3 separate regions of the Sus scrofa genome follow, and all the other regions are linked to region 1. Evidence: chromatin contacts called from public HiChIP or PLAC-seq data. All regions are on one chromosome and are shown on one strand. Each heading gives the region's core, a stretch centred on a gene start, on an enhancer-like site or on the middle of the called end of the contact. The rest is flanking DNA. Distances are from core to core; before and after follow the strand shown. Region 1 has its middle 12 kb from the start of PPP1R3B. Region 2 has its middle 140 kb from the start of PPP1R3B. Region 3 has its middle 160 kb from the start of PPP1R3B.

What was found. HiChIP or PLAC-seq counts read pairs in DNA pulled down with a chosen protein or histone mark.
Region 2: a contact with region 1 is called in an H3K27ac HiChIP or PLAC-seq map of skeletal muscle. The contact joins two enhancer-like sites. A contact is called at or near these places in 1 of 47 Hi-C or Micro-C datasets (skeletal muscle) and 1 of 2 datasets of contacts at active chromatin or transcription factors (skeletal muscle).
Region 3: a contact with region 1 is called in an H3K27ac HiChIP or PLAC-seq map of skeletal muscle. The contact joins two enhancer-like sites. A contact is called at or near these places in 5 of 47 Hi-C or Micro-C datasets (fetal skeletal muscle, psoas muscle and skeletal muscle) and 1 of 2 datasets of contacts at active chromatin or transcription factors (skeletal muscle).

Annotation. Positions count from the first base shown.
Region 1 is chr15:55,988,385-55,992,185 of Sscrofa11.1, forward strand. No RefSeq gene overlaps it. Among named protein-coding and RNA genes, the nearest start is that of PPP1R3B, 12 kb to the right of the region's middle. Within about 2 kb of position 1,392, at least 1 of the 83 cell types and tissues checked has an H3K27ac peak or open chromatin away from gene starts, as enhancers often do. A contact at or near this core is called in skeletal muscle, where this site is marked.
Region 2 is chr15:55,858,622-55,862,632 of Sscrofa11.1, forward strand. No RefSeq gene overlaps it. Among named protein-coding and RNA genes, the nearest start is that of PPP1R3B, 140 kb to the right of the region's middle. Within about 2 kb of position 2,555, at least 7 of the 83 cell types and tissues checked have an H3K27ac peak or open chromatin away from gene starts, as enhancers often do. A contact at or near this core is called in skeletal muscle, where this site is marked.
Region 3 is chr15:55,842,393-55,846,225 of Sscrofa11.1, forward strand. No RefSeq gene overlaps it. Among named protein-coding and RNA genes, the nearest start is that of PPP1R3B, 160 kb to the right of the region's middle. Within about 2 kb of position 1,744, at least 9 of the 83 cell types and tissues checked have an H3K27ac peak or open chromatin away from gene starts, as enhancers often do. A contact at or near this core is called in skeletal muscle, where this site is marked.

The DNA.
Region 1 (3,801 bases), core at 142-2,641:
TCCTGCCTGGGGCACAGAAAGGGGCCCAGAGATGACAGGATGGGGGTCTGTCACCAGAAGCCTCCTCTCTCGACCACAGACCACAGACCCAATGGTGACATCCATTTTGCCCACTGTAGCCCTGTGCCCCCAGGTTGTGACAAAGACAGAAAGGCTGGCAGATTTCTAGCTGCCCTGGCCTGGAGGTAGGCATCCAGCTGGAACAGTTGTCACAACGCTAGGTTGAATAGTTTGACTCCTTCCAATTTACTTTGGGATTTCCTACTTTACTGTGTTTATGGTAGGTCGTTCCATTTACTTATTGTTAAATGCTATCTTAGGATGTAGGGTGGACTTAAGAATTGTTTGGGGTAGGAAGACTTTTTACAGTGTCTGGCTTTTCCCCAAAACAGGGATTTTTGGCATCTGTGCATCCATTGTGTGGCCTTTCCCTTTTACCCTGCACAAGCCTCAGAAACTTTCCTCCTCATGTGTCCCTGATCTTCCCCCCATTTCTCCAGCTCTAAGGTTTCCTTCTCCACCTCCCAAGGTTTCCTTCCTGCCTCCCCTCCCCCACCCCACCCCCGACTGTAGCTGTCCAGAGAGGCTGTAACCTCTCCTCCTCCAGCCAGAGTAATCCAATGATCTTTTCCTCACCACCTGCCTATGAATGAGGGAGTTGTACTGGTGGTTAAATTGAACTAAGGGATATGTTTGCAAAATCCACAATTTATTCTGCTGAGGCCCCAGTGAACACCCTAAAATTCAATTTAGCAGACTGGGGGAGCAAGACAAGAAATCCCTGAGGCGAGACTCTCAGCCTCTTCCACCTAGTTGCTTGGAGCTACAGCATAGTCTGCTGGAAATAGCCTGAACTTTGGGGGTCAGACAGACTTGACTTTGAATCAAGACTTAGCTATTGGCTGCTATGTGATCTGAGACAAGTTACTTAACTTGTCTGAGCCTCTTACCTACAAAAAGGGGATAACAGAAATACCGACCTTTCAGAATATTGGTACAGTGTATGTAAAGTATCTGGTGCTGAGAGAATACTCAATTAATGCAAGTCCTTACTGTTTCGACTGTGAGGTATAAAAAACAGAAATGAAGGAATTCCTGTCTTGGCTCAGTGGAAACGAACCCAACTAGTATCCATGAGGAAACAGGTTCGAGCCCTGGCCCAGCTTAATGGGTTAAGGATCATGCGTTGCCATGAGCTGTGGTGTAGGTCACAGATGCCACTCGGATCCCTGGTGGCTGTGGCTGTGGCTCCAATTCGGCCCCCAGCCTGGGAACCATCATACGCAGCCGGTGTGGCCGGAAAAAGACACAAAACAAACACCAGAAATGAAGCTGAGGAGCTGGCAAAAGGGCTTCTCCCGTGAAGGTCACAGCTTTTGCTCTGCTCAAGTTGCACCAGCCAGCTGGACAGTGATGAGGCCAGGGGCTAACCTGGGTCACCAGCACTGCCTCCCAGTTAGAGTGTAAGGATTTCATCTTGAAAACTCCGGCGTGAGGGGTTCTCTTTTTTGTCTGAAATGACCCCACCATAAGCTGGCTTCTTGCCTGGTACCAATCAACCTGTTCTCCTGCCCTCCCAGCTGGTGACCATAGTATTTAGAGGAGCGGGGAGGGCACCACCAAGTCCCCTGCCAACGGCTCTGCCAGAGAAGAGAAATCCTCCAAAAGCACCACGGGGCTCTTGTACCCCAGCGCAGGCGCGAGGCTGCTGTGCTCTTCCGCAGTCCCTCCCGACCAGAAGCCAGCGTCCTGTACCTTCCAGAAGTGGGGCTGACGATGGCGATAAAGAGGAAGACAAAGGAAAGGAATTTCTCTTTTTTTTTTTTCTCCTTGGATATCCAAGGCGGAGGTAACATCAGAAAGAAGCGAGCCATCTTTTCCATACTCTCTGAAACAACGGTTACTATCAGCTTTGTACCCATTTCCTACCTGTTCTCTTTAATTTATAACAGAAAATGCTCCTCCACAGAGACGTGGGCGTAGATCCAGGCTGGGCCATCTCTCTGAGCACAATTATTGGTTCATCAGGGTCCCCCTGGGAATTTTGTATACTGAGAGATTCCCTCCTCCCGCTCCACCCTCTAAGTGGGATTGGTGTTGGCCAGCAGCTATGTTCCCCACGACGTGAAGTTTATTCTAGAACCGACCCCACTCCTACCTTTGGTGTTTGGGTCTATAAACCAATTTATTTCTTATTTTTGTTGCTTCGATTTAGCTAGTTGGAATAGGGCTTCTCTCTTTTTGTAATTAAATGAATTCCACCCAAGTACCAAGTAGATAGACTATGGGATCTGCAAATGCAGGCTGTGATCCTGATCCTTGACTTTGGTCAGTGTTTGAAGACAGGATGTCAGGTGTCATGAACCAAGTCTGCTCGTTTAGAAAGGAAATGTTCTTGTTACTATAGCCCTTAAATTTTAGAATTTTGAAGAACTTGTAAGAACTGGCTGGAGGCATGTCACCTGTGTCCTTAGACTCCTCTGTACTGAATACTTTTGGTTTTCACTTGCTTTGAAGTGCCATGTTGAAGGTGTGTCTCCACCAGATTGTTGGAAATTCACTGGCTTTTTGATTAGTGGGCATTAATTTTGCACATGGTCGTCCTGTGGGCTTTGTTCACTGGCCTACAGGTGCCCCTTCCTCGATATAAGGACTGACTCACGTGGGTCTTTCGATAGATCTTGCCCATCAGAGTCTGCCTGGAAGTGGATGCAGCAAGACCAGGAGCCTAGTTCAGCCAACTCAAATAGTATCTGAATCTATGACTTTAAACAACCAATGGCACCTTTCTGGGTTTCTTTCCCCACCTGTAAATGGAAGGAGCTAAACTAGAAAACACAAAGTCCTTTTAACTCCAGTAGTCTTTGATTTTTCAGTGTGATTTATAAATGAAGGTCTTGGCATTTGGAGTGAAATTAAGGAGCAAAGACTTGGTATGTGAAGCTCTTCCACCTGAGCAAACACTACGCCCACAAAGTGTAAATTCCCACTGGAAAGGAAAACAATAGACCACCCTTGGAGTGGGAGAGGGGAGGTTCAAGACATCATTGGAAGAGAGACCTCTTTTCTCAGCAGCAAATAACACTCCCACTCCCAAAGGAGACGATCATTAAAACCAAGGAGAATAAAATTGCATTGTGATGATCATTGTACAATTGTAAATGTAATAAACTTCATCAAGTAATTAAAATAAATTAATTTAAAAAATAAAACCAAGGAGAAATGGGGAGTGTAAAATAGACTTTTACATGTAGTGTTAGGACCTCATCAACAGAGTTCCCATTCGTGGTGCAGCAGAAACGAATCCGATTAAGAACCATGAGGTTTCGGGTTCCATCCCTGGCCTCACTCAGTAGTTAAGGATCCGGTGTTGCCATGAGCTGTGGTATAGGTCACAGACGTGGCTCGGATCTGGCGTTGTTATGGCTGTGGTGTAGGCCAGCAGCTATAGCTCCAATTGAACCCCTAGCCTGGGAACCTCCATATGCTGCAGGCGTAGCCTTAAAAGGACAAAAGACAAAAAAAAAAATAAGAAAAAAAAAAGGACCTCATCAAGGAACTAAATTAACATAGTGGACAAGATAGATCTACTTTTAGAGTTCCCTTCATGGCTCAGTGGTTAAGGACCCCGACTAGGAACCATGAGGATGGGGGTTTGATCCCTGGCCTAGCTCAGTGAGTTAATTAAGAATCTGGCATTGCCTTGAGCTGTGGTGTAGGTGGCAGACTCGGCTCAGATCCTGCAATACTGTAGCTGCAGTATAGGCTGGCAGCTATAGCTCTGATTCCACCCTTAGCCTG
Region 2 (4,011 bases), core at 1,305-3,804, 130 kb before region 1:
GGGGATCTGGAGGCAGGAATCACTGACCTTTCTTAACACACAGATAAGATTTTTTAAGACTTTAATAAAATCACATTTTGTTTTGAGTCCTAGTCCTTGTGGAGATGGACCATTTTATGATTACTTTGGAAGTGACTTTCTCTATAAGAAACATGACTAGGAGTTCCCATCATGGCTCAGTGGAATACTGAATCTGACTAGTATTCTTGAGGATGCAGGTTCGATCCCTGGCCTCACTCAGTGGCTTAAGGATCCGGCGTTGCCGTGAGGTGTGGTGTAGGCCACAGAGTGGCTCAGATCTGGCATTGCTGTGGCTGTGGTTGGAGGAAAGTGGCTAACGCTGATTCAACACCTAGCCTAGGAAAACTCCATATGACATGGGTGTGGCCCTAAAAAAAAAAAAAGACAGAAAAAAAGGACTTCCCATTGTGGCACAGCCGAAACTAATCCTACTAGGAACCATGAGATTGCGGGTTTGATCCCTGGCCTTGCTCAGTGGGTAAGGATCCAGCGTTGCCATGAGCTGTGGTGTAGATTGCAGATATGGTTCAGATCCCATGTTGCTGTGGATGAGGCCGGCGCTGTAGCTCTGATTTGTCCCCTAGCCTGGGAACCTCCATATGCTACAAATGTGGCCCTAAAAAGCAAAAAAAAAAAAAAAGAAAGAAAGAAAGAAAGTGCCTTTTCTGAGACTGATCAAAAATTCTGTAGCTAAAGGCTGGCAGTGTACTCTTTCCAGCTTTTTTTTTTCCTGGCAGTGCATCGAATAGAGAGATCAAATATGGAAAGAGGAACACAAAAACAAAAGTCACCTTGCCTAGCTCCCCACACCCAGAAAAGAACTAGTAATAAAACTAGGGACCCTGGAGAACAATCTTCTATACTCAGCTCCCTTATTCAATGAAATTTTCTTGGACCCTGAGAGACAGACTTGAACTCACTGGTCTTTGTGTTAAATAATATATTTCTTCCCAGATCATTTTGCCATGATTTGTTTATGTCCTTCTTCGCTATTAGAATCAGAACTTCTTCAGGGTAGGGACTTTGTGTTTTTGTACCTTTACCACTGAGTTCAGTCCCTTAAACATATTAGCTTTTACCAAAAGTATGTGAAATGAACAAAGGAATAAATAAATATCAGGTGAGTCAGAGAATTTTCTTCCCAAGTCACATGTCCAAAGAAGGGTGTTGCCCCCTTGAAGCACTATCTCCAGGCCATTAATAATAACAAAAATAACAGCAACAATGTATTGAGCACTTACTATGTGCTACAGGCCATGCTAAAATCTTTACACAAAATATCTCATTTAATCTAGATCCTCCCATAAATTCACATATAGTATATGGGTCAATGTGACCCCAGAGTGTCTTGTGCTTCCCCGTCTTGCTACCCACTGCACTTAAAAATAATGATTCACTCTCTGTCTTTCCTTGTATTGAAAGCCCCACAAAGGCAGAAATGTTGACTTTTATTATACTACCCCAGATCCTCCAACATGTAGCCTTTATGATATGTGCCATGTAATACTTACTAAACTAATTGTTTTTACTCTAATCAATTCTTATAAATCTTTGTTAGGTGGTATGGTAAGTACTTTCTAGCATAACTACAGCAATCCTGAGCACTCTGTTCCTTTCCCTTCCTCAAACAAAACATAGGGAAACTGGCAGATTTTCCTTGTGGCAGCTGGAAACACTGATGACCTCTATTGTCACTATTAGGTCACTCTACCTTAAACTTTGGGAGAGGCTCTTCCCCATCCCTTAGTTTATACTTTCGGTCTCCACCAAGACATTGTGTCAGGGCATTGCCACTATTGCTTTGGGATCCCAGGTACCAAGTGAACCAGAATGAAGTGGGCACATCCAAGGGCCAAACAGGGCAGGGCAGGGTTCAGTGCAGAAAGCTGCAAGAGTCTGACATTGAGACCACCTGTCCTGTGTGTGTCCCCAGCTTAGAAAGCTTAAGGCACCTCTACTTCCCTGGAAGGAGAAAGATAGGTCCGCATTTCTCCCAATCAAAGGGCATTTTCCTTTGCCACCAACTAGAAGGCATCCCCAGCCCATTTCCCCATGTTTGCCACATCCAATGTTTCTGTCCTAACAGGATTTTCCACATTGTGTCTAGAGGTTTGTTTTGCCTATTGGGGCTCCTCACTATCTCCGTGGACCCCAACCTTTCCTCACTGGTCTACTTCCAAGGACAGCCATCTCCTTGTAGTTTGTCCCCAGGGCTAGGAAAGAGCTAGGCAATTTCCACAAAGTAGGCTAAGAATATTCCCACTCCACCAGGACACCAAATCCATTTTCTGAAAATGGCACATTCATTGGACACTCTTTACCCTCTCACCTTCATAAATACCAAAAGTGAAGATTCTCACCACAGATCTTGGTCAGACACTCTACCAGCTTCTGGAGTTGTTACCATTCTGGTCTGGGGCATCCAGGATCTAACCTTCTCAGAAATACATTGGCTGACAGTCAGGAGTGTGATTTCCACTGGCACTGGGCTTGTTGCTGGGATCACGTAGAAAAACAGTGGAGACTCACAGTTTCCACTATAATAATAAATTGCAGATGTCTATTTAAAGCACCCAGACACTTATTTCAGAGCTTGGGAGGCAGCGCTGGACAGTGGAAACAAACTGGACTGGCTGGGAGTCTGGATCACTCACTCTGTGTTCTCGACAATCACTCCTTCTTCTTGGCCTTGCTGCACCTATAAAATGAGAGGGTTGATGGGATGAAATGAAAAAGGGATCCCAAATATCCAAATTCATCTTATGTGAAGGCTTCCCATCTCCAACAAGCAATTTTCAGACACCAGCAGGGTATCTGAGAATTCAGCCCAATCCTGACATTATCTACCCAGAGGTAGAATCAGATTTTGCAGGCAAAAGTCTCAGTCCCACAGGACACCCTCCACTTCAGATGCCCGTCGCAAATCCAGGTTGCTACCTGTGCTTCTGACCAACTGACTACAGACTGGAGACTCTGATGATCTCCTCTCACTCAGGATGCCCATTACTCATCCAGGCTGTTACCTGTACTTCTGACCTACAGAATGTAAATCAGAGGTTCCCACAACCTACTCCTTGTGTTTGACTAATCTGCTAGCTTGGCTCACAGAATTCAGGAAAACCCTTGGATTCACTATTTTAAGAGAATATTAAGGGGTATGAATCAACAGTCAGATGAAGAGATGCATAGGGTAAGGTTCTGAACCCAGGAGCTCCTATTCTCATGACACGTGGGGCCCAGCACAGAGGCCCACAGAAGTGTTCTGGCTCCCCACTGCAGAAGCTCTTCAAAGAAAAAGCCCCCAAACTGTCCTTTGGGGGTTTTACAGAGGCTTCATTACATAGTCATGATTGACTAAATCATTGGCCAATGACAACTGATTCAAACTCCAGCCCACGGAAATCAGGAATGGGACTGATTCCAACCCTCTAAAGGTGTGGTTGGTTCTCCTGGTGAGCAGCCCCCACCCTGGGATGGAATCCAAGATTCAGCTTGGTTCACATAAATCCAGTTGTGTCGGCACAAAATTCCAAGAGTTTGTGGAGCTATGAGTCAGGAACTGTGGATATGTGTATATCCACGGTGTATATAATACATACACACTCTGGAACTATCATTGTGAGAACCACTAAGTTTGCTGTCCCCAAACTAGTGTTACTCCTAGTGCAGCAGGGGACACTGGGGTCCCTGGACAAAAACTGCATGATCGAATTGTGGTTTTGAGCTTATGCTTTCATTGCCACCTAATTCAGGAAATAGCTGAATGAAGACAGATTCCTTATAGAAGTTTAGGCAAAGTTATCATTGTTTTACAAACCAAGGTCCAAAGCCAATTGCCAGTATTAGGTGTTTACAACCATATCTTCTTATTCAAGCAAGATGGAAAAGTCATGACTAACACCGCTGTCCAAAAGAATGAGGTCTGAACTCTCCTGCTTAGTGCTGAAGATCCCTCTAAGCTTGTCCAGAGCCTGCCTTCCCATGCTCACC
Region 3 (3,833 bases), core at 494-2,993, 150 kb before region 1:
CTGGACCCCCTACTCTACCCGTGGCAGGTCACGATGGTGGGCCTCGGCTGGTTTGCAGCATCCCAGTCACTGGGAAGTTCAGGGCTTGCCTGTGGCTAGTAGACCATGATACTAGGGGTGTGCCAAGCATCAGCCTCCAGAACTCATCAGAGAGTCCAACTGGGCCACCACTAGCTGGGAGATGGGTGAGCAGGAAGATCTTGGAATGAAGCATAGAATATAAAGTGGGGAAACCAGGCCAAAGGGAGACCCTGAAGGGACTCCCAGATCCAAGGGAACACGGGTCCCCTGTAAAGACCCCGGTAGTTTGGGGTGAGCAGGTGAAGGAGTAGTAGAGTCACTTGGTCCAGATATGCAGTTACTGACAACTGTTCTCCTAGGGATATGAGTTGCTCTGAGGACCTCTGGGAGCTTCAGGGCGGGGTGGGGGGAGGAGTATTCCTTTCTTGCTGCAGACTAGTGGGTGGGATCCCAGGAAGGGAGCTTCTCAAAAGATAACCAAGGAGGTCATTGAACGGTCCAGAAAAGAGTGGACAAGGACTGGCAATGGCAGAAAGGAGGAAGTGAAGGAGATTCATGCCAGAGGAATTGCTGATTCAGAACTGAAAAAAAATGTGCACTTGATCAGAATAGATGGATGGCATGGGGAAGAAAGAAGATGCCACAAGGACTGGGAATTCTGTGTGTCCAGCTGCATAGAGGCTGTCAGATGTCTTCACCAAGTACAGCAAGGTGGGGACAGGCTGGGGGCAAAAAGCCTTGTCTCCTCACAGGCTGAATTTGACAAGCTCATAGGGCCTCCTGAGAGAGATTTTTTTTTCCTCATAAGCAGATGGAAATAGAGGCCTGGAGCATAAGAGAATGGCAGAAATTGTATTATTTTGAGTAAAAAGAGGCTCTAAAGGTAATCAAGATTTTTGGTGGAAAGAGAGGGCACCAGGAGGGCATTTTTAACTTCAATACAACTAATACTGATTAAAGTAAAGCTTGAAGCTGGTGGACAGTTTTGTATTTAAATGGAGGGGCTGGGATTTAATTTTTGAAATGGATCGTGAGGTTTCAGAAATCAGCTATCTTTTTTTTTTGCATCACAAAGAGGACTGGGGAGTGTCTTTAGTAGGGCAGAGACCTAGCAATGACAACCCCAAAGGGCCAGATAGGAGAGTCTAGTTTTTCTCAATAAAAAGGGACGAGTCCTTTTGTTCAACAAAGCGTCCACACCATGACCCCTGCAAAGGTCACTTTGTGCATGTAATGCTGAAAACATCATGCTTAAAAAAATTACACATTATTCATACCACACAGGTAAACAAAACCAAATTATGGTCTCTTCTTGCCTCCAAGTAAAGGAAACCAAAGCATCAGAAATGAAAACAAGACACTACACAAAGATGAGAAAACAGATCAAACCCTAGAGAACACGTGCAAAACCAGCAAAAATAGTTACCAACTGTGGGAGATAGAATACAGAACAAAAGGAGTCCTCAGAGACACCCTCCCTCCCAAAGAACCAAATAGCAACTTTAAAATGTGAGGAAAGATAAATCATATTTCATAACCAATATTACATCGATGAGAGAAGATTCATAACATAGCCTTGGGTCCTGCTTGCTGAGTTCTTGTAATAAGCTCTGGGCCAGAGCTAAAAATAGTCAAGGAATGGGAACAGTCAGGCGTCGGGGGTGAGGCTACAGGCCAGCACTGGTGACAAGGGCGTGGTCACATGGACAGAGGCAGATGGAGAGGAGGGCAAGGCTTGGCCAGGGCAGAAGGGGAAGCCCCTTAGGTCAGCCCCATGGGCTACAGCAGAGCCAAGCGCTGATGGCCTTAGATGCCCGGAAGCCTCTGCTGCAGCTTCTGCCACTTGTTCCTGCCTCACAGATCACCTCCAGCTTCCCCCGACAACTGGTGTTTTCCTCTTGAAACGTAGTGTGGCCAGGGAGGGCACTCTAGTATTTCTTGAGCATCTTGGAGGGCCTCCAGGCAGGGTGGACCAGGAAGTTGGAGGGGGTTTGCTGGTCAAATGAACTTGAGAGACACTGTGTCCAAAACCTCCTTTTTTTTTTTTTTTTTTTTTAAGGGCCACACTTGCAGCATATGGAGGTTCCCAGGCTAAGGGTCTAATCAAAGCTGTAGCCATTGGCACAGCAACATGGGATCCGAGCTGCAGCAACTCGGGATCCGAGCCACATCTGCGGCCTACCCCACAGCTCACGGCAACACCAGATCCTTAACCCACTGAGCGAGGCCAGGGATCGAACCAGCATCCTCATGAATCCTAGCCAGATTTGTTTCTGCGAGCCACAAGAGAAACTCCTAAAACCTCCCTTGAGTTCACATCCCCATCAGCATATTCAAGGCTTCAAGTCCTGCTGTTAAAGAACCCAGTTTAATTAGCCACCACCCCCCGCAAAAAAACATGCCAAAAAGCTAGAGGTCTACAAAATCTGCTTTATCTTTGCTGCCTTACAGTTATTATTCTGAATAACAAGAACAATAATATTCACGGTCACCAAATTTGATTTGGCTATTCTGATGGGCTGTGCCCATCCCCTCTCACTGTCAGATGTTTTGGCCTTAAAGTTGCCCATTAAATTGGGAGGGAACAACTTTCTCCGAGGAGGTTATCTGAGGAGGGACATAGCCTGGCTGAAACGTCCGAGCTTGCCCGCAGGAAACTGTGGCACTCGTGATCAACGTATGGATAGAACGTCCTGTGTGTACAAAGCACTTTTATAGATGATCCTTTAGTCTTCTCTCACTGTAACACAGTGATGGGCTGTGGGAAGCTGAGCTGATTCCCTTCTGGGAGTGCAGCAAAACCAGTTTGGTTTCTGGAGGAGTTAAATCCGAAAGGTAAAGACTTAGGATAATTATAGCCCCACTTTCTCCTGCAGCTTCACCGGTCAAGAGTACTTCCCCCACTGATCCCTTCTCAAGTTTAACCACTAATTACTTGATGCGGATGCTGGCTGAATAGGAAATTTTATATCGGAGGACCTAAAACTCATATTATTTTTCAGTTCCTTGCTGAGTTATCTGATGATCACACTGATGCCAACAGGATCAAGTCCAAGTACCTTAGCTTCCCTTCACATCTGACGACCCAGCTTTCCCACATCATCTCCTATCACTTTCCCACCCTGTGCGCTGCATTCCTGCTCCCCGCAACCACCAGCCATTTCCCAAACAGGCCTTGCTTCCTCCAACCCCTAGCCCTCAATGCACTCACTCTGCGTTCTGTTCCTAGCTGTCCTTTTCTTTCTCTCCCTGAAAACCTTCCAGTCACTTCTTCCTCTGGGTTCCTCTGCCCCCTATACCTCAATTTAGACAGCACTCATCCTTTTGGAATTGTTCCTGTGTCTTTCTGGAGCTTCTGAAAAGCAGGGCCTATGTTTCATCCATCATGGCGCCCCCTGGGCATCGCGCAGTACTAATGGCACATCATAGATGGTGCCTTTTTTTTTTTTTTTTTGTCTTTGGTCTTTTTTCAGGGCTGCACCTGAGGCATATGGAGATTCCCAGGCTAGGGATGGAATCAGATTACAGCTGCCAGCCTACACCACAGCCACAGCAATGCCAGATCTGAGCCACATCTGCGACCCACAGCACAGCTTACAGCAATGCCGGATCCTTAACCCACTGAGCAAGTCCAGGGATTGAACCCGCAACCTCATGGTTCCTAGTCAGATTCATTTCCTCTTGCCACAATGGCAACTCCAAGATGATGCTTAAGAAACTTTCATGGAATGGATGATTCACTTAGGTGCTGTCTTCTTCTGTGGAATTCTGGATTCATGCTGAGACCCAAAACTGTACCAATAACCGATCAT